Linked DNA regions of Mus musculus: all the other regions are linked to region 3. A link is a contact called in public Hi-C, HiCAR-type and promoter capture Hi-C data. All regions are on one chromosome and are shown on one strand. Each heading gives the region's core, a stretch centred on a gene start, on an enhancer-like site or on the middle of the called end of the contact. The rest is flanking DNA. Distances are from core to core; before and after follow the strand shown. Region 1 holds the start of Adat1 (adenosine deaminase, tRNA-specific 1). Region 2 holds the start of Nqo1 (NAD(P)H dehydrogenase, quinone 1). Region 3 holds the start of Ist1 (increased sodium tolerance 1 homolog (yeast)). Region 4 holds the start of Tmem170 (transmembrane protein 170). Region 5 holds the start of Kars (lysyl-tRNA synthetase). Region 6 holds the start of Nfat5 (nuclear factor of activated T cells 5).

What was found. Promoter capture Hi-C pulls out the DNA fragments that hold promoters and counts their contacts. Hi-C and Micro-C count contacts between places; a contact is called where the count stands out from the background. HiCAR-type assays count read pairs that join an accessible place to other places. Capture Hi-C pulls out chosen DNA fragments and counts their contacts.
Region 1: a contact with region 3 is called in a promoter capture Hi-C map of liver, with 2.1 times the contacts expected there. The contact joins the promoter of Adat1 here to the promoter of Ist1 in region 3. A contact is called at or near these places in 1 of 39 promoter capture datasets (liver) and 2 of 9 other capture datasets (adipose tissue and liver).
Region 2: a HiCAR-type map of astrocytes shows a contact between it and region 3, with 4 times the contacts expected there. The contact joins the promoter of Nqo1 here to the promoter of Ist1 in region 3. A contact is called at or near these places in 4 of 39 promoter capture datasets (cranial neural crest, frontonasal cranial neural crest, hippocampal neurons and 1 more) and 8 of 115 datasets of contacts at active chromatin or transcription factors (astrocytes, embryonic forebrain, embryonic hindbrain and 5 more).
Region 4: a contact with region 3 is called in a Hi-C map of CD8 T cells, with 4 times the contacts expected there. The contact joins the promoter of Tmem170 here to the promoter of Ist1 in region 3. A contact is called at or near these places in 1 of 484 Hi-C or Micro-C datasets (CD8 T cells) and 2 of 9 other capture datasets (adipose tissue and liver).
Region 5: a Hi-C map of B cells shows a contact between it and region 3, with 10 read pairs. The contact joins the promoter of Kars here to the promoter of Ist1 in region 3. A contact is called at or near these places in 1 of 39 promoter capture datasets (liver), 1 of 484 Hi-C or Micro-C datasets (B cells) and 1 of 9 other capture datasets (liver).
Region 6: a contact with region 3 is called in a promoter capture Hi-C map of pre-B cells, with 6 times the contacts expected there. The contact joins the promoter of Nfat5 here to the promoter of Ist1 in region 3. A contact is called at or near these places in 4 of 39 promoter capture datasets (the C10 cell line, cranial neural crest, hippocampal neurons and 1 more), 1 of 484 Hi-C or Micro-C datasets (B cells) and 4 of 115 datasets of contacts at active chromatin or transcription factors (astrocytes, bone marrow-derived dendritic cells, embryonic forebrain and 1 more).

The regions. Positions count from the first base shown.
Region 1 is chr8:111,990,935-111,994,080 of GRCm38.p6, reverse strand. It overlaps Adat1 (adenosine deaminase, tRNA-specific 1), which reads left to right and starts at 1,779. Exons shown (of 10, transcript NM_013925.5): 1 at 1,779-1,900. It overlaps Kars (lysyl-tRNA synthetase), which reads left to right. Exons shown (of 14, transcript NM_053092.3): 14 at 375-642. The coding sequence ends at 473.
Region 2 is chr8:107,401,389-107,404,667 of GRCm38.p6, reverse strand. It overlaps Nqo1 (NAD(P)H dehydrogenase, quinone 1), which reads left to right and starts at 1,463. Exons shown (of 6, transcript NM_008706.5): 1 at 1,463-1,602. The coding sequence starts at 1,596.
Region 3 is chr8:109,691,662-109,694,866 of GRCm38.p6, reverse strand. It overlaps Ist1 (increased sodium tolerance 1 homolog (yeast)), which reads left to right and starts at 1,573. Exons shown (of 10, transcript NM_028018.2): 1 at 1,573-1,683.
Region 4 is chr8:111,875,410-111,878,768 of GRCm38.p6, reverse strand. It overlaps Tmem170 (transmembrane protein 170), which reads left to right and starts at 2,094. Exons shown (of 3, transcript NM_025781.2): 1 at 2,094-2,266. The coding sequence starts at 2,134.
Region 5 is chr8:112,009,898-112,013,053 of GRCm38.p6, reverse strand. It overlaps Kars (lysyl-tRNA synthetase), which reads left to right and starts at 1,700. Exons shown (of 14, transcript NM_053092.3): 1 at 1,700-1,844. The coding sequence starts at 1,786. It overlaps Terf2ip (telomeric repeat binding factor 2, interacting protein), which reads right to left and starts at 1,695. Exons shown (of 3, transcript NM_020584.2): 1 at 912-1,695. The coding sequence starts at 1,572.
Region 6 is chr8:107,292,179-107,295,599 of GRCm38.p6, reverse strand. Nfat5 (nuclear factor of activated T cells 5) reads right to left here and starts at 2,130. Exons shown (of 15, transcript NM_018823.2): 1 at 1,702-2,130; 2 at 1-19. The coding sequence starts at 1,774.

The DNA of each region.
Region 1 (3,146 bases), core at 530-3,029, 2.3 Mb before region 3:
ACAAGTGCTCTTAATGGCTGAGCCATCTCTAGCACCGGGAACTCAATTTTACGTTCTTTTGGCATGGGACCCTAGCAGGTTCTGTGTCCTTGTCTGGATGCGTACTTCTAGATTTTGTAACATCAGGCAACAGCAAAAGTAGGATAGTGGGGAGAAAAATCCATAGTGCCCTGTTATTGAAAGGCGGGGTCTTACTACATAGTCTGGTTGTCCTGGAACTTAACCATATGGAGACCAGGCTGGCCTTGAAGTCGGGTCGCAGAGGTCTGCCTGCCCCCGCCTCCTGAGTTCCACTGAGCCCGGCTCCTGGTGCTTCTGAACCTCGGCAGATGCTCTGCTCTTCTCAGGAAGTGCTTCTCTTTCCTCTTCTCTAGGAAGTACTTCTGTTTCCTGCCATGAAGCCAGAGGACAAGAAGGAAACTGCAGCGACCACTGAAACCCCAGAGAGCACAGAGGCCAGCCCCTCTGTCTAGAAGGCACATGCAACTATGGTGTCTGCATCTCAGCAGATCTGGTCTGAGGGAGCGATTCCTGTGTGGCGCCGTCCATCTGGCCACTGCAGTCCAACCTCCACAAGAGAGAAGAACTAAAGAAGTTCTTTTTATTCCTCGTTACCAAATAAATCATTTCTCTCTTTACCCATGCAGTGTTACTTTTTCTCCCCCGGGCTGCTGGTCTGATGAGTGGTCTAATTAGAGCTCTGTCATTGTATTCTTTTTAAGATTTATTTTTATTATCAATTGTGTGTGTGTGTGTGTGTGTGTGTGTGTGCATTTAGAGTGCAGGTGCCCTGAGGCCAGAGATGTTGGGTCCCTTAGAGCCAGAGTTACAGGCACTGTAAGCTGCCCAGCACGGAGGCTGAAAAACGAAGGTCAGCCCCATGGGAGCAGGGTGTGCTCTTAACTCCTAAGCCAACTTCTCGGCCCCACCTGCAGTCAGAATCTCTAATAAATGTATATTAATGTCTGTCTATTCAGTATGAGCCATTGTGCTGAAATACTGGAAACAACCAGAGAACAAAAGTCAAGTCACTTCTTCCATAAAAATCCCTTTTATTTTCTTTAGGGCTTGAGTGCAGAGTTGAGGGAGAACCAGACCAGATCCAGTGCAGGTTCCTTTTGGCTGGAGGCAGACTTAGACTGCAGTACAGGAGACATGGCTCAGTGCTGCAAGGGATTGATGCTCTTACAGAGGACCAGGCTTCAGTACCCAGCACCCGTGTGTCAGGCAGCTTGCAACCGTGATCCAGTTCCCAATACCCTTTTCTAGCTGCCTTGGGCATTTGCATGCACATATGTGCACAAATTGACAATTGATACAGGCACACGCACATAAATCTTTTAAAATATATACATGCATATATGTCCATAAGACTGTATTTGAAGAGCCGGGCAGTGGTGGCTCATGCCTTTAATCCCAGCACTCCGGAGGCAGAGGCAGGTGGATTTCTGAGTTCGAGGCCAGCCTGGTCTACAGAGTAAGTTCCAGGACAGCCAGGGCTACACAGAGAAACCCTGTCTCGAAAAAAAAAAAAAAAAAAAAAGAAACGATTTGAAGAATAACAATGGGTTATGAGAGAAATGAGTGAGGGCCAGGTCATCCAAGCCCATGACTGAGGTGAGAAACTGTCAGAGGATCTGCTTATAGTTCTGTTCAAAATTTTGATGAGATGCGAGCTAAGTCGGTCTTTGCTGCGGAGGCGGCTTCCTCCCCTTTGCACCGTTCCCACAGACTACAAAGACCAGCGTGCTTTGCGGGCAGAGCTTGACCGGAGCGGCCCTCTAGGGCGTCACTTCCGCTGCGCAACCTGGTTAAACGAGCGTGGCGGTAGAGGGGCATCGCGTGGAGGTTGCGGCGCGTGGATAATAGGGTGTGAGGGACTCCGGATCGGCGTCTCGGGGTTAGCTCTACACAGTTGGCCGAGGGGAGGGCGGTGGGGGGAGACTGTGAGGACCTGTGTCCACTGCTCCCACGGGGAGGGGTCTCAGCCCTGCTAGGCTCTCCAGCCCTGCGGTAGGAAGGGTGGGAAAAGAAGTGTTTGTTTGTTTTTTCAACCTTTGCACTGTTATTTTTAGCCAAAGCAATACCTGTTGTGAGCTGCTTCGTATGAAGGAGCCCTGGGGTTGTAGAGATGAATTACAGCGGACCCAAAATATCGAAACGTTCGACAACTGCGTGAATGACGTGATGTAGTTTGGACCGCTTCGTCCCCTTGTTTTGTAGTTCTAATGTGTACCTCGAATTTAATGGCAGATGGCTACCTTCATAAAATAAACTTCTGTGATGCCTATCAGGAACTAACAGGATTCTGGGATTCCTTCTAGAAATACAAGACTTCTCTGCGTTAGACTTGAAAGTTACAATCTCTGTCAGCCCCTGCCAGAATAGTCATTACCATTTACTGCAAAATGTGCCTGCATTTTGCAGAAGTCTTAGAAATACCTTGCCAAAACATCGCATCAGAGCTCAGAAAAAAAACAAACTAACAAAAAAAACAATTCTGTTGTTTATTCTACAAATGCTCTGCCATCTCTAGCCATCGCGTGAGCTCATCTACGGAGCTTTTTATATAATCGACTGAAGTCGAGCTATATCCAGTGAGCGCTAACAGCCAAGAGTGAGAGAATTTCTTCTGCCAACTGTAGGCCTCTTTCAGATCTGATCTGCATAATGTTCTGTTAGGTTGTATGGAAGTGGCTTGGTGTGCCCGTTACATTGCTTCTCTTCTGCCACCAATACAAATTTCCCAGATCACCAAATGTTGTATCTTCTGAATGCTAATCACAGTATATAGACATTTGCCTTTTTAAGTATTTATAAGAGATGTTAAATACTAGCTAGGTGGCACGTGCCTTTAATCCTAGCACAAAGGAGGCAGAGGCAGGTGATCTCTGTGCGTTCCAGGGCACCCAGGTCTACAGAGCAAGTCCTAGGACAGCCAGGACTGTTACACAGAAAAGCCCTGTCTAGAAAAAAAAATGTTAAATACTATTAGTCATGTTTTAACAGATGTGAAAACTAATTACCCAGGAATCACACAGTTCATCTGTATTAAAACTGAGATTGAAACCTAGAAAGTATAACTCCATGCCCACACCCTTAAACACAGCTGCTGTGAGAGCTTTCAGTGAGAGACTTTGGAAATT
Region 2 (3,279 bases), core at 214-2,713, 2.3 Mb after region 3:
GAAATGAGGTCTCACGTATCTTCAACTGTAGTAGTTAAGCAAGGCCAAGCCTTCAAGGGTCAAGGGTCCCTGTGTTAAGAAACCTTCAGGGTATCCTTTTATTTCCAGATAAAGCTTTGTGGTGCAAACTGGGCATGTGCAGGAATGTACCCTCCCCAAAGTACCTCCCCCATAGGAACAAGAATCTGCCTCCCTAATAAGTTCTCACCTTTTCTTTGTTTGGGAAGTGCGTTGCTTTAAAAATTGTCCTTGGTCTCTTTGCCTGCTGCAGCTGATATTTCTTTCTTCCCTCTTATAGCCCATTGTGTTACTTCGGCTTTGCCCTAACCGGAATGAGACTCCACTGAGATCCATCACAAGGGCTGTCACTAGCCTGTCACCACAGGAGACTGCACGTGTGTCTTTCCCTCACTGTCAGAATTTATCAGATAACAGGAAAGTTGAGCTCTTTTAATGATGGCAATCTGTTATAATGTCTACCCTACTTTGGGAGCTTGACCAAGGCACACACATACATGTAGGGTCTTTATTCCAACCCTTTTTCTTTCTTTCTCTGTTTTTGAGACAGGGTCTCACCTATGTAGCCCTGGCTGTTGTTCTAGCACTAGCTATGTGGACCAGTCTGGCCTTAAACTCAGAGATCTGCCTGCTTCTGGCACCCAAGTGATGGGATTAAAAGCATGTACTAGTCGTGGTGGCGCACTCCTTTAATCCCAGCACTTGGGAGGCAGAGGCAGGTGGATTTCTGAGTTCGAGGCCAGCCTGGTCTACAGAGTGAGTTCCAGGACAGCCAGGGCTACACAGAGAAACACTTCCCTGTGGCTGCTGTCTCCTGCCAGCTTTGCTCTGGCTTCCTAGAGAGTCGCACAGATGAGTTCCCCGTTACCTGGTCACCGGGGGCAAAGTTGAGGAGACCCAAGTGTGTATACCCAGGGAGCAGTTTTTGCAGTTTCTAAGAGCAGAACGCAGCACGAATTCATTTCACACGAGGACAAGTCTCTCTGAACTTTCAGTCTAGAGTCACAGTGAGTCGGCAAAATTTGAGCCCATCCGTTTTGCTGCCCCACCCTTCCCCTAGCGTGCAAAGGTGACTTCCCACGGCTGAGTGAGGACTAATCTACACAGGCTGATTATGTAGGCAGGTCCCACGAAGCTCGAAAAATTCTGTTGGAAATTTCCATTTTGTACCCAGGAGGTCTTGGGACAGGGAGCAGATGAATTTATTCAATATGTCCCCATATCCTCAAATTCTCTCTCACTCCCTTGCTCCCGGGGAACCCTTTTGACTTCCATATACAGGAGTCCTAGTCCAGCCCCAAACTGCTTCTCCCTGCCAAAAACTTGGTATCTTCCCAAGATGCCTCTGGGTTCTGGAGTCCAGCCCCGCCCTCGCTGGCTGCTCTGCACAGTGGGCTGGGCGGGCATAAGCAGGATATAAAGCCTTCGCTCAGCCCATACCCCAAGGCTCAGCTCTTACTAGCCTAGCCTGTAGCCAGCCCTAAGGATCTCTCCGAAGAGCTTTAGGGTCGTCTTGGCAACCAGCTGCTCAGCCAATCAGCGTTCGGTATTACGATCCTCCCTCAACATCTGGAGCCATGGCGGGTGAGTGTGGCGCCAACTCCAGTCTGATTTACTCTGAGGAGGATGTAGGGGCTGGCTGTGAGTTTTGTTCCTTGCCTCAAAGAGGAAAAGTGAGGTGGTTAGGAACCTGGATGAGCCTCGGTTAGTCTCTGGAAGGAGAACTTCTTCTCAGAACCAGCGATGCAGATTATTCTGCAGCCCAAGTTCACCCGTGGGCAACTCTAGCATTGCCCCTTCTACACCGTTCCTTAACAGAGCTGCCACTCCCTGTACCGCGTTTGGACTATTTAGAAAAAGGGTAACATGTGTCCTAGGTTGGCCTTAAAGCTGCTGTATAGTGAAGGATAGCCTTGAACTTGGGGTCTTATTGCCTCCACTGCCTAAGTGCCAGGATTCTAAGTGCATATCACCACGCCTGATTTCTACGGCTCTGGGAATTGAATTGAAACCAGGACTTCCTGCATACTAGACAAACTCTCTACCACCTGAGCTCTGTGCACATCCCCAACCTAGGCCAGATAGTATTTAACCATTTGGAAATACGTTGCTAACATTTAGAAATGCAAGCAGGCAATTTACAGGGACCACTGCTGGGCTTGGTGGCACCCTGGAGGCAAAGGCAGGCAAATTTCTTTTAAGTTCCAAGGTAGCCTGGTCTATAGATCCAGTTTCGGGACAGTCAGAGCTACATAATGAAGAGAGACTGTCTCAAACAAACTAACAAACCAAACCGCAGATTTTTAAAAGGGGTATCACCACTTTGTGAAACAAAACGGGAAGATGTGGAGATGGGTACAGGGAGCGTAGCTGAGAAGGAGTGTAACAGAATCGGAGCCTAATTCCAGTCTACCTGGCTCTGGAAAGTTTCTACTGTGACCCTGGAGCAGGAAATCCGATTTGTTAATTGGTCCATTTTTGTGACAGTCTCCTCACTTTGCCATCAGCCCAGGGGAAGGCAGGGGAGAGTCCTTGGCAGTTACCACCACATTATTGTCTAGTGTTTGACTGGCATCTACTGCGTTCTTGGCCAAGTAGCCTCCAGGGCTAAGTACTTCCCAACAGGGCCTGGCTCTGAGTTCTGGGCAGCAATTAGGTTTAGGTGTTTCCTCTGTTGGGGCGGGACTTAACTTTTTGGAGTTCCTTTCCCTTTAAAACTATTTCAGACTCTGCAAATGCACTCAGGATCTCGCCTTGCTAAAAGCACAGAGGGAGGGAAGGATGCTTCTGCCGTTGTACAGGGTCATCCCAGTGTTCTCTAAGCTCTGCGATGAGTTGCTGGGAGAGCCAGCGAGGGAGGGTTTTCAACAGCTGGTAAGGCTGTGTCTGCTTCGGTCTCCATTTATGCATGAGGGATAAATGTTCCAAGCCCCCTCCACTGCAGCCGCAGACAGCACAGAGCACAAGCATTATCATATTTATCTTACACTCCCACACTTGTGTTCGGTTCAGTTCAGTGTTTGTTTATTCATCCATCCGTTCATCCACTCATTCATTATGGCCAGACTAGCTTCAAACTCGATTTGGTCTAGGCTGACCTTGAACACCTGAACCTCCTGCCTCTGCGCCCCAGTGCAGGTGTGTGTCCAGGCCAGGCTAAATTTAATTTACAAATTAGAGTAGAAGATTGACAAAATAAAAAGTAAAACAGAAAAATGACGCCCATAGGCTGTAATACTGGCAACCTAGTCTGCTCTCTGT
Region 3 (3,205 bases), core at 324-2,823:
CATTTCTTCAGCCCTGACTTCAGTATCTGAAAACATAATAAAGCTAGCAAGGACACTCCAGTCCTCATCACCATTAAACAAACAAACTGAAGCTTTATGGCTGCCATTTTACCTTTATACACATAGGCATTTCTTACATGAAAAGATTTTATACAAAATAACAATATCTGATATGTATGCCTTTATTATCTAATGACATTCATCTGAAAAAAAAAAAGGATTGGTTAGTTTGAAACTGTATCTAAACAATGTCCACACACATTCGCACCTTCGGTTGGGTTGTCCCTAGGCACTTTAAATATGAACAACCTGCCCCTTAAGTGCTGCGATACTTTTCTATCATCGGAGCCAAACAACAGCCATCTTCAGGAATGTAGCTGTGCCCAAAGATCATCATATTTGAAGGAGGGGCCAAGAGGGTCTTGGAACCCTCACCTGGGTATGCCTGCAATCGATACCAGCTGTTGAACGTACTTCCGCCCTAATTACGTGTAGCCTGGGGAGGGGCTAGAGTGTGGGCTGGAGAGCAGTAGGGAAGTGGGCTCCATCCATGCCAGGAAGCCTTCATTTCTACTGGATACTTTCCAGTGCAAGCTTATTTGAAGGAGAGTGATTACTCACTTGCTTGTTAAGTGACTTGTCACCTATGGTCTGTAAATGAGCCCAATAAACTAATTTGTGCTTCAGGGGAAATTTTTCTATCATTGTACTTTGTTGTTGGGACTGTGTGTGTAGAAAGTGTTAGCCACAAATGTCATGATCTCATTGCAGAACTACAATTTTTCTATGCAAATATTTTGCTGGGGGAACGATCTGAACATTTTATGGGAACCAAATATTGTGTAATTCTAAGGTCCTAGTATCCTGGAGCTTTGAACAGCGGCACATGGTTACAAGCCAGTTATTTTCAATTCATATTATCCTCCCAAAGTAACCTGCAGTCCTCGTTTTACCACTGACCCAAGACAAGCCACAGTTTTGGTCTTGATAGCTGTGGCCTCATAGCAGGGCCAAGAGCCAGAGAACAGGAAGGCTCTTTCTCGCTTTCAAGCCCAGAAAAGCCTCTGAATACAGATACAAAATAAGAGCGAGAGTGGAGGCTGTGCAGAGTACATTAGTGAAGGTGCGGGGCGGACAGTGTCGGTGGAAAGAGAGGCGGTGGAGGAAAGTCGGCTCCACAGCGCTGAATCTCGCCCAACCATCCCTCCGAGGTCGGAGTCCCAGGACCGACCGACCGACCGACCGACCGACCGGTGAGCTAAGTGGGGAAGCCAGACTCCGCTCGGATCCGCGGGCGTTTGCGAGACAGTCTGCAGCCGGTTTTTCCAGGGGCTGGAAGAATCTGGAACAAGGGTACCGGGCACAGAATCCAGGAGAAGCCTCCACCCGCCCCGCCGCGCCCGGGGCAAATTGCAAGGCGCGCCCTTAGCAAATGACTCAACCCACTGCGTGACGTTAAGTGTCACAAGTCAGGTCCCACGCCTCCGCCGTGGGAAATAGTCCCTCGCTCCGCCCCTTGTTGTGTGCGCAGCCAATCCCTGCTAGGTAGGGCGTGGCTAACACCGCCCCCTTGGATTCCTCCGCTCGAGTCCGCGGTGGGGAGGTCGAGGGAGTCGCCATTTTGGATGCCGAGCGGCTCCTCGGAAGTCGGCTTCTTCCGTTTTCACGTCCGGATCCCTCCAGGTGAGCGTGCCCTCCTTAGACCTAAGCATCTTTGTCTCCCTCTTCCATCTACGTCCCGCTTTTACGGAACCCCAGCGTTAGTCTGTAGGACCGTGAGGACAAGCCGTCCGCGCCGTGTCAGCGGGGGAAGCCCTGGCAGTCGGGGTCAGGCCTGAGGTCGGGCTCCGGCCGTGGGAGGAGGTGGGACCGCCTAGACAGGTGCTGGCGTCGCTGTTGCCCCCGGCATGAGCCGGGCACTGAGGAGACACCCCTCTGCAGTGCGGTCGGGTCGGGACCCTGAGGGAGGCCTTGTCCCCACCGCCGCGGTTGCTGCGGGGTGAGTCAGACCAGGAGAGCCCGAGGGAGCGCTCCTCTTCCGGGTCCTGGGGTCAGGCGTGGCCCTCAGGACCTTGAACTTGAGCTAGGATGCGGACCGGACCAGGGCTGCGGCCGACTGATGTCAGGGGGAGGCTACGGGGGCTTATTGTGTACAGTCTGTTGTTGTTGAATGGCTCCCGGGAGGAGACTGTCATTTCTTTTGTTGTGCCTTCTTGGTGTTTGTTCTGGTTTTGTTTGTTTTTGTTTTTGTTTTTGTTTTTTTGTTCTTACGAGAACAAAACAGTATAATCCCTCCATCAAACAATCAACCTGTGTTTCATTGTTTCAGTCAGACTTTTCCATTTCCATATGCATGTCTTTTTCCAGCTTAGTAAAATATTAGTCGGTACATTTGTTAACATCTCACACCCTTCAAGGTTTTTTGACCTTCGTGGGGGAACTTCACCGCATCCTTGTGTTTAAGTCACGCGGCTTCTTAACATTTTCACTTGATAAAAACAATGCTTTCTTCCCCTGATTACTTTCGTAGCCTTTCTCTTTTTCTTCTTGTGCCTCTGGTTTCTAACAAGACCCGAGCCTCTAGAGTCCTTAAGTAGACTCTGATCCACTTAATTTAGGCTCTAATCGGGATCAGGTCCCAATTATATGTAACCTTTTGTGGTTTAAAGTGCCAACACTTCCCAAAACGAAGTGTAGTCTATGAAAATTATTTCATGTGGAACCCTTAAATTACTGATAACGAGGTTTCCTTTTTTTTTTCTTTAAATATTTATTTTATGTGTATGGTGTTTTGCCTAGACCCTTTATCTAGGGTCCCAGGCATATCTGCATCATGAGTGTGCTTGGTGCCTGTGGAGTTCAAAGAGGGTTTCAGATCCCCTGGAACTAGAGTTATTGGGCCGTTGTGAGCCACCGTGGGGGTGTTGAGAATTGAACCCAGGTCCTCTGCAAGTAAGCACCAGGTAGGCTAGGAGCTGGATTGAATGACGAGGAGGAAGGCTCATGTGGTGGCTAGGCATTTAGAGGCCCTTGTGGCCAAGCCTGGTATAAGTTGATCCTTGGTACTTGCATGAAAGAGTACCCACAACTGTTCCACGCTTGTACTGTGGCCCTTGCAAATGCATATGCACACGTGCACACACACACATCAAAGTTTGAAATTCCTTCTTCCTTAAGTTGGCACTCTCAACTGTTTGCTTCACAA
Region 4 (3,359 bases), core at 845-3,344, 2.2 Mb before region 3:
CTTCTTAGGGACCTTTGTGAAGTGCTGGGGATCAAACCCAGAGCTGCAGGCATATGAGGCAAGGCGTCTCTCAGAGCTATAACCAACCCAACTTTAACTTCTTTCCTTTGGGAGGGAGGTGAACATCTGGGCATTAATGGATATAGCACACTTATGGGAAAGGGCTGTTGGCATTGTTCATGCTATCCTGTAAAAGCAAAAATCCTACAAAATCTAAAATGCTGACAAGATGTCTAAATATACTGAAAAACAGTTGCTGTAAAAGGTTTTAAAGTTATTGATTTATTATATATGTGTATTAGTCTGGATTCTGCAGAGGGAGAGAACTTAAATATTTATATTTATTAATGAATATGTTAAATTATTTATTGAATGTATCATATATATATATATATGTATATATATGATTTATAGAGTGGCTTACAGGAAGTGGTCCAGCTAATCCAGCAATGGCTGTCTACTAATGGAAGGCCCAGAGTCCAGGAGTTGTTCAGTCCATGGGGCTGGATGACCCCGCTGGTCTTTCAGTATACACTGGAATCTCTAAATAGGTTCTAATGCCAGTGTCTTAGTTTGGGTTTTACTACTGTGAGGAGACACCATGACCGAAGCAACTCTTATAAAGGCAAACATTTCATTGGGGCTGGCTTACAGTTTCAGAGGTTCAGTCCATTATCATCATGACAGGAAGCAGGGCAGCAGGCATGCTGGAGAGGGAGCTGAGAGAATCTCAGCAGGAGAAACTGTCTCCTCCGCACTGGGGTGGAGCTTAAACACTAGGAGACCTCAATGCCTGCCTACCCAGTGGCACACTTCCTCTAGCAAGGCCACACCTCCTAATACGTGCCACACTTCGCATGGGCTAAGCATATTCAAACCGGTAGATGGCGTGGTTCAGATCAAAGGTGGATTTTCCACCTCAAAGATCCAGATTATAGGTATTGCTACTTTAAATCCCTCACAGGTTTCGCCAGCCATTGCGGTTTTAGTTCATTCCAGGCGTCGTCAAGTTTACAACCAGGGAGAGCCATGGCCATATGTGTGTGGGAACCTGTGCAGGTCAAAGGACAACTTGCAGTTATGGGTTCTCTTTTACCACGTGGGCTCCTGAGATGGAACTCAGGTCACAGCTCCTAAAAGTTTCAACTTCTGTGACTTAGAGAATTTCTGGTCCTTTTTTTCTTTTTGGTTTTTCGAGACAGGGTTTCTCTGTATAGCCCTGGCTGTCCTGGAACTCACTTTGTAGACCAGGCTGGCTTCGAACTCAGAAATCCGCCTGCCTCTGTTTTGGTCCATTTAAAAAGTCTTATTTTTGCTTGTTGGTTGTTCGGAAGTTGAACCTACAGTCTTTTGTTTTGTCTTGTATTTGCTTTGGTTTTGGTTTTGACAGAGTTTCTCTATGTAGCTCTGGCTGTCCTGGAGCTTATTCAGTAGAGCAGGCTGGCCTCGAACTCAGAAAGCTGCCTGCCTCTACCTCTTGAGTGCTGAGTTTAAAGGCACGTATCACCACCGCCCAGCGAACCTATAGACTTTGACAGGCTAAGCAACTGGGGTTGGAATCTAGGGATGTGCAGCTAGGCTGGTTCTCTGTCAATACATATTCAGTCCTACAGAGAAATTTGAGTAGGCTAGTGGTCACTTAATTTTTATTTTTGGTGATGTATCCTTGTATACTATTTTAAAATGTATGTGAGTCTATGTGTATGTGAAGGTAAAAAGACAACCATGGGAGTTGGTTCTCACCTTTCACCATATGAGTCCTAGGGATGGAAGGCAAATCCTTCATGCTTGGAGGCAAACACCTCGCCTCTACCCGCTGAGCAATCTCACCGGACTTGTCCTACTTAAAGGTGGCACTAAAGAGGGCAGAGCCCAACACACCCAGATGGAGCAGAAGAAACTTGCCACTAGGGGCGCAGCATGCCGTGGGTTTCTCTAATCGAACGCAGCGCCAGGGGGCGGGAACAACCGTTACCCCGCCCCCTCCATCTGCGGCGCCCTGTGATTGGAAGGAGAAACGATTACTCTAGCAGCGCCGTTGGAGTGGGCGGGAGAAGAGGGCCGGCCAAAGGTGACGCCGTGGCTGCGGAGGTGCGGTACTCCGCGGCGCGGCGGGCGGTGGATGGCGGCGGGATGGAGCGCGAGGGGAGCGGCGGTGGCGGCGGCTCAGCCGGGCTCCTGCAGCAGATCCTCAGCCTGAAGCTCGTGCCGCGGGTGGGCAACGGGACCCTGTGCCCCAACTCCACTTCGCTCTGCTCCTTCCCAGGTACGCCCCGCCCCGCGCCTGCGCACTGCGCACCTGTCGCCTGCCTCCCAGGGCGAGGCCGAGGCAGCCCTGGAATCGCACTTGGGGCGACGGCTGTCCAGTCCTAGTGACTGCTAGTATCCTTCCTCTGAGAGCCTGTGTGCTGACGCTGTCCTCTGACTCTGTCCTACACCCACTTTCCCACCAGCCTGCTCAGACCTGTTGCGGATTCCCCCACCCGCACCTAGAAGAACTTAAGACAGAACTTCTAAATTGCTCTTAGCTCTTACCCGGGCTTCGCCGCCTTCTGCCAGGAGGGCTTTTAAAGTTACATTTACATTGTAGAACTGCTACAATTCAGAAAGTTGTGGAGAAGAGAATGATCCCCTGAGGTTATTAATAAAGGCCCTCAGGGGAGGGCATGATTGCTTTGGGTTTTTGAAGGCAAGACGACAGAGGCGGGGGTGGGGTGGGGTGTGGGGGGGTAGGGGTATTAGGACACTGCCGCAAAGAGAAACTAACCCAGTGACGTTGTAAAAGAGGATGACGGGTGGGATTGCTGACTGCAACCTTCGACCAGACACCTGTGAGTCTCATCTACTGGGCAGCGACTGCCAGGCGCCTCTCGGTGGACACCTGGGACCTGCCTGTGTAGTAGCTGACAAGGTGGCTGCCTTTTTGTTTTGTGGCAGCTGAAGATGTTAGCTTGTGATCCTGCCCACAAGAAAAGAGTCTGGGAGTTCAGATTGTTTCCAGAAGTACTAGTGTCCCACCTGACAGTGATTACAAATAAATACATATATAAATAAACAAACAAATCTGAAAGTGATTACAAATAAGTAAACACACAGACACACAGCATTCTGGCGACCTTCTCCAAAAGATGAAGGGTTCTTTCTTTCCTAGGATTCAGTGAGTCTGTTCTAACTCATTTTCTTACTTCTCTCCCAACTATTAAGGAGATTTCCAAACCTGAGAAGGCGAAACAGAGAATAACAAGTACCCATATGCTTAGTTCGGGTGGTAAAAGTCACATGTCTACTTAAAAGCTGAGGCTCATTAGGCACTTGTGAGACCATCATAGGTGGGGTTAGGTAGGCCTAGATGGTAGGCT
Region 5 (3,156 bases), core at 451-2,950, 2.3 Mb before region 3:
TCTAGAGACTGAGGTAAGAGGATTGCCTAGACTTGGGAGGCCAGCCTGGCTGTCTCAAAAAACAAACTTACAACACGACCTAAGTAAAAAAAGCGACACCTTTGTACTATACACTAATCACAGCCAGATCTTAACCTCAAGTGCTTAGAAATTCACCTCACCTAAGAAGACCACAAAGCAACTTTCCTCTTTATATAGAAGTACATTCAGTTAAGCCAAAATACGGAAAGTAAACTGACCTGCCATGCCATTCACATAGTTTATATTGAGTAAGACCAGAATATAGGCAATATCTTAAAATGAACGGCCAGGGGCCTTTTCTCAAATAAAAAAGATGGAGGATGAGAAGAAGAGGAGGAGGAGGAGGAGGAGGCGCAAGAAGAGGTGGAGGAAAAGGAGAAAAGGAGAGGAGGAAGGAAGGAAGGAAAAAGGGGGAAGGGAAAATATCTTTGAAATTTCTGAAAACAGAAACAGGTTACCCTGTTACCTCCTGGGTATGGTGGGTAGGAAGGGTAGAAGATTTCCATATATACTGTACTGTGTTCCTTTTGAACACAGAGCCGTTTTTGTAAACTAGTTACTGTTCCGTAGTCTCAGTCACTCCGAAGGCAGGAGAATATTTCAGGCATAGAGTTTGGGGACAGCCTGGGCGACACAGCGAAGAGACTCAAGTTCCCCGCCCTCCCAAACCCAAATCCATCAACGAACAAACATCCAGTCAACGGGAAGGAAAAGTTAAATGAAAAGACAAATTAAAACCAGAAAACAAGGGATAAGAGGAAACGGTGCACTTTCGCTTCGGACCTCAACAGAGAAGAGGGGCTGAGCTATGCCACCCACGGCGCCCAAAAAGACGCTCGCTGACAGGCAGGCAGCCCCGCCCCCCGGAGCCCCGAAGGTGCCGGCCTCACCTCCGCTATCCGCGGCCTCGGGGTCCTGCTCCGCCTTCCGTTTGAGCTTCTGGGAGGACGGGCTGACCGGGGCGTTCCCGAGCAGGTACTTGTGCTCCTGACCCCGTAGGTGCTTGAGGTAGCGGTCCTTGAGCGACTGCCAGGAGTGCTGCGTGAGCGAGCTCTTCTCCATCGCTTTCCACAAGGCATTGCCTGTGACCGAGCTGGGCGAACGGGCGTTCTCCTTCACGTAGGTCAGGATGGCCACATCTTCCGCGTCGGTGTAGGCGATGCGCCCGGTCAGGGGCTGCGGCTCCGGTTCCGTGGAGCCCTCGGTGGAAGCCCCGGGCTTCGGATCGGACGCCTGCTCCGTCAGGCCCAGCCGATAGGCCTCCAGGTCCAGCTTCTCGTTGCGATCCACGCAGTCTAGGATGTACTGCGTGGAGATGAAGTCGCCCGAAGCCTCGGCCAGCGCCTCCCCGGGCTGGGCGAGAAGCACGGCTCCGGGTTCCTGCACCCGACACACGGTGCCGCCGCCGTGCAGGATGAGCGTCGACAGCCGGCGCTTGGCCGAGCTGGGCCGCACGTAAAACGACATGGCGCTGCCGTCTTCTCTCACGAACAGAGTGGAGGAGTGAGTGGGCCCATTGGGGTCTTTACCCAGATCCATCGCCTCCGCCATACCTGTCGCCCCGCTGTACAAGTAAAGCGCAGAAACGACACCACTAAGACGGACTCTCCGCCGGAGGAGCCCAGCACTGCGCCTGCGCAGCGAGAGTCCGGCCGAGGGCCCGCCCTCTTTCCCGGAAGAGGCAGGACTTAGAGCCACGACCTGGAAGTTCTAGTTCTACGCTAGTCATAATTTTTTTTTTTCTGGGTCGGGCCAGTGGGGAAGATGGCCACGCTGCAGGAGAGTGAAGTCAAAGTGGATGGCGAGCAGAAACTAAGCAAGAAGTAAGTGTCGTTGAAGATCTCTAAGTGTCTCTTGTTGCAGTGTTCCGATGGGAAGTGCCTGGAGTTTTCCCGCCAAGGCGACTGTGCCTGGGGTCCCTCTTGTCTTTTCCGGTGGGTGAGCACATGCTGGGACAGAGATGCAGTGCCGTAGAACCTACAGCCTCCAGGATGCCCCAGGAGGATCAACTGCGTGGCTGATGGGTTCCCTGGTCCTAGCCGTAGGGACGAGCATACCTAGGGAAAGCCAGCACAGAAACCGGGAATGGTAGCAAAGAAAAGTGAAACTAACTTTTCCCTACCTTCTAAGAAATGCTCTTTTAATTGAACCACTCCCCCAACGGATAGACTGGAAAATGGTTAAATATCTTTGTTCTTAAAAGAAGAACCTTTACATTATCCTTGGCCTATCCAAGGTTATTCTGCACCTTGGGTGTTAAAAGGGGGTACGTTCTGAAACAATAGTGTACCTACCCATATGTGTCACTCAAAGGATCTGTGACACGGGAGCAAGTGGCCTTATTTAGCGGGATACACCAGGCTCCCTTTGCACTGCTGGGGGTATCTTTGTAAAACACTCCAAATCCCAGAATTGAGTAGGCAGATAAGATTACCCTCCCTTTAACTGGTTGCTTTTAGGACTACACTCTAGTCCACTTGACCCACAGAACACTAGCAATGACTTGAATGTCTTCTTAGTGCCTGGAACTACATAGTACCCTCCAAAGCTGTAGGAAATAACTAGTTTAAGCTGTCACATACCATGGCTGCTTTCGTTAGTACCCTAGCAATAAATAAATCCCCTTATTGATCCCCGAGGGAAATACCAGAAACCTTCTAGATAATAACTGGGTTTCCTTTTTATGGCTGTGTTTCTGCTTTGTGTGGTTTAGAAGGATTTTAAAGAAAATGTTTAAATTTATGGGTTGCAGGCTCCCTGGTTGGTTGTCCTTTGTGTGAGCAGTTTAGTGGATTCCTTAGCGGAGGATGGGTGAGTTTATTAAATCAGTAGTTGGAATTTTGAGTCACAAGCGAAAGAAAGTACCTCAGTTTTCAGGTAATTTAAGGAAGCCTTACTGCTGCTTTCAAGTCACTTTTCTTTCTTTCTTTTCTTTTTTTTTTTGGTTTTTCGAGACAGGATTTCTCTGTGTAGCCCTGGCGCCCTGGCTGTCCTGGAACTCACTTTGTAGACCAGGCTGGCCTCGAGCTCAGAAATCTGCCTGCCTCTGCCTCCCTAGTGCTGGGATCAAAGGTGTGCACCACCACACCCAGCCCTCAAGTTACTTTTCTTAAATATACCTTTGACTTTAATTTA
Region 6 (3,421 bases), core at 881-3,380, 2.4 Mb after region 3:
GGGTGTAACTTCAGAGAATCTGAAAAACACAAAAAGCATTAAGTACTTTTTATGCTGAATGAGAAAAAAATGCCAAGGATAGCATACATCTCTTACATAACTATTATGTATTTTTAAGAGCCTAAGCCCATATTAGTTTAGTCTGCAAAAGGAAGGTTGGGTTGCTTCTACACTGGTCTCTAAAGCTAAACTTAGATTTTGATAAAGCATTTGTTTCATGGAAAATTATCTAATGATTACTGCCCAAATGGTATTACTGTCTTGACTATTTTTAGCATCCAATTGTGCATTAGCCCTATTCTAAGGATCATCTCTTGATATTTTCTCTTCTTTCTGACACTTCAAACTACAATATTTCTAAGCTACTTTAGGTAATATCTGAAAAACATCCTACAGGATAGTGACTGCCAACTAAATTCATCAAAGCAACAGACAATGGCCTGTAGTCTATAAAGTCTAGCACCTTCCAGGGCAAACCACATCCCTCTGATTCACTTCATATAAATACATTAACACCAGGCTTAGTCCTTCTCTACCCCAAAGAGGTGAAATTTTCTGGTGGGTTTGTAAAACCAAAAAAATAGGAGAAATGCTGGATTTCTTGGGAAAAGGGTTCACCATGGTTTATTTGTAAAAAAAAATATAAAAGAACTGTCTTTAGCCTCCTTCCACTGGTATAAGAAATGAGTACAGATGGGGGCATTTTTGATTTGATACCCCTTGCAAGGGGAACCTGTTCTGACACATTCTTGTGGTGTCCAGTGTAGGAATTTAACCCCAGCAGAGATCACCTCAAGTATTAATGTTTTAGATGCTGGGAATCCCCTGCAGGCCTTAGCCAAAGTAGTTTTAAATGGGATTTTCTGTTCATTGCCTCCTCTCTGCACGAAGCCCTTGAACAGCAACAGAAGAGAATTTTTCTCAAAGGGCAGGACTGTGCCCGAGCCTGGTACTCCAGGGAGAGGAATACAAGTACTCCAAGGAGGGCATCCCTATCTTTGTAAAAGAGAAGTAATTAGAATGTCACGGAGGTGGAAAGAGAGAAAGAAGATTGGGGCCTTTTCCAGGCAAGAAGATGACGAGGAAAGGAAGAACGCCTGGCCGAGGGGGGCCGTCCCGACATGGGGAGGGAGTGGACTAGGCCGGGGAAGGGGGGGGAGTAGGACGACCGCGCACAAACAAGACCAGAGGGAGAAAAAAAAAAAAATGGTGACCCTGAGCTCCGAAGCCCCTCGGGGCCACGCAGCCCGGCGTGGGGCAACTTTGCCAAAGAGGAGAGTCCGGGGGACACGAGCCGCGGCGCCCCGATTCCACCCCCCCTCCCCGGTGTCCCCAGCAGCGGGACCAGTGGGGTGATTCCCGAGCCGGGGGAGGACTGGGCCGGCAGTCCGCCGAGTGTGGTGGAGTCCGGACCCGCCGACCGGCAGGTTGCGAACCTCCGGGACCGCAGAGGACTCTGGGGGGCGCGCGGACCCTAAGCCCCCCGCCGCGCCGCCGCGCCGCGCCGCGCTGGGGAGGGGGGCGCCGCTCGGCAGCTCCGGGATCACCCCTGGCCCTCCGCGGCCAGCCCAGGACTCTCGTGAGGGGCAAGCCCGCCCGAGCCCGGCCCCGACGGGGGACCCCCCCACCCCAGCCCGGGACTCCGCGCGCTCGCGCTCCCCGCCCCCACGCCCCACCCCCCCACCCCCCCATCTGACTCACCTCGCGAGTACAGGGACTTGGGCGATTCCAGGTCTAGGTCCGCGCTGAGCAATGAGATGAAGTCCGAGGGCATCGCAGCTCGACCCAGCCCGGCCCGAGGGCAGCGGGAGGGGGGGAGCGGCGGTGGCGGCGGCACCTCCTCTCCGGGATCCGCGGGCACCGAACCGGGGGCGGTGAGGCGAGGGCGGCAGCCGCTGCCTCCTCCTCCTCCTCGAGGGCAGTCACTTCCCACCCGGCCGAGCGATGAGAAGGGCGGCGGAGTGGAGGGAACAGCTCTGCGGAGTGGAGAACTGACTCCCGGTGAGTCCAGAGACCAGAAGCTTCGGACCGGGGAAAGGGGAAGAGGGAGAGCCAAACGGGTCCGTTTCGGGCTTCTCCTCAGCGCACACTGACGGCCGCCGCCACCGCCGGCGCCGCTGACAGGAATCTGAGCCCCGCCCCCTCGTGGGGCACTGCGCACGCGCGGAGGGGGGGAGGTCCGGGAGCCCGGAAGAGCCTGGCGGCCGGCGGAGGGCGGACAGGCGCGCCACGGAACAGCATCAACAAGGGCTTCGCTTCCTGCCGTCGCTGCTGCGGCCGCTGCTGATCCCGGGCTGGGAAAGGGCCCCGCCAGCCAGCAGGGAGGGTGGAGGGAGGCGGCCTGGCTTCTGGGGCCCTGAGAAGGGAAAAGATTTTTTTTTTTTTTTTTTTTTTTTGCCTCGACCTGGTGGCGGCGAGCCTGAGGCGGCCGGCCCTGCTCCGTGGTGTACTTAGGAGGACACAGACCCTGGGGGACCTGGATGTCAGCCAGGAGGGGAAAAGCCCTCCAGGGACTTGCAGCGATCGAGGCCCGCTCGCTGGAGCTCAGCACTGGGGAATGGAGTTCCACAGCTTGGACAGCAACCGGGCCCTTCGGGGTTTTTCATAGCAGTGTCTGCAGTGAGCTGGTCAAGGGGCTATCAGACTCACTTTTTAATTAAGAAAGGGCAAGCCATACTCACCACCACCACCACCATCACGAGTTACCAAGTTTTGTTTGTGGATTTTGTTGTTGTTGTTCCTGTTCGTGGATTTTTTTGTTGTTGATGATTTCTGTTGGCCCACTCTGGCCTGGAGCTCACTATGTAGATCAGGCTGGCCTCAAACTCACAGAGCTGTGCTTGCCCCTGCCGGTCAGAAGTCACCATGCTCGGCTATTGATTCTTTTTAATGAAAATATTTTCCCCCCACGTTACCCACCACACCAAATTTACGGCGACTGCATTTATTTATTTATTTAGACAGGTGATTTTGTTATGTAGGTCTAGCTGGCCTGCAATTCGCTGTGTAGATTTAGACTGGCCTCAATTTTAGGGCAGTTCTCCTGACTCAGCTTTTCGAATGCTGGGATTACAGAAGAGTACCACCATGCCTGGCTTTGATTTTTGTTGTTGTTGTTGTTTAAGTTTATGTATAATGATGTCTCTGATAGTGAATGGTCGAATTTACTCCGGAGTGGAAAATAAAAGACAATTTAAAAATGGGATCATGTGAGTCCACATGGCTTGTGTGTAATGCACACGCGTGCGTGGGGTAGGGGGAGAGAAGTAAGCAAACATACTCTTCCACACGGGTTTTCATTTTTTTCACTGTGCTAAGGGAGAATGGAGGGAAAACATGTAAATGAGATTTTTTTGGCTGCTCTGTTCTCGGGGGCTAAAAGTTTCCGTTGCAAAAACACATCCTCACCTCCACCACAGAC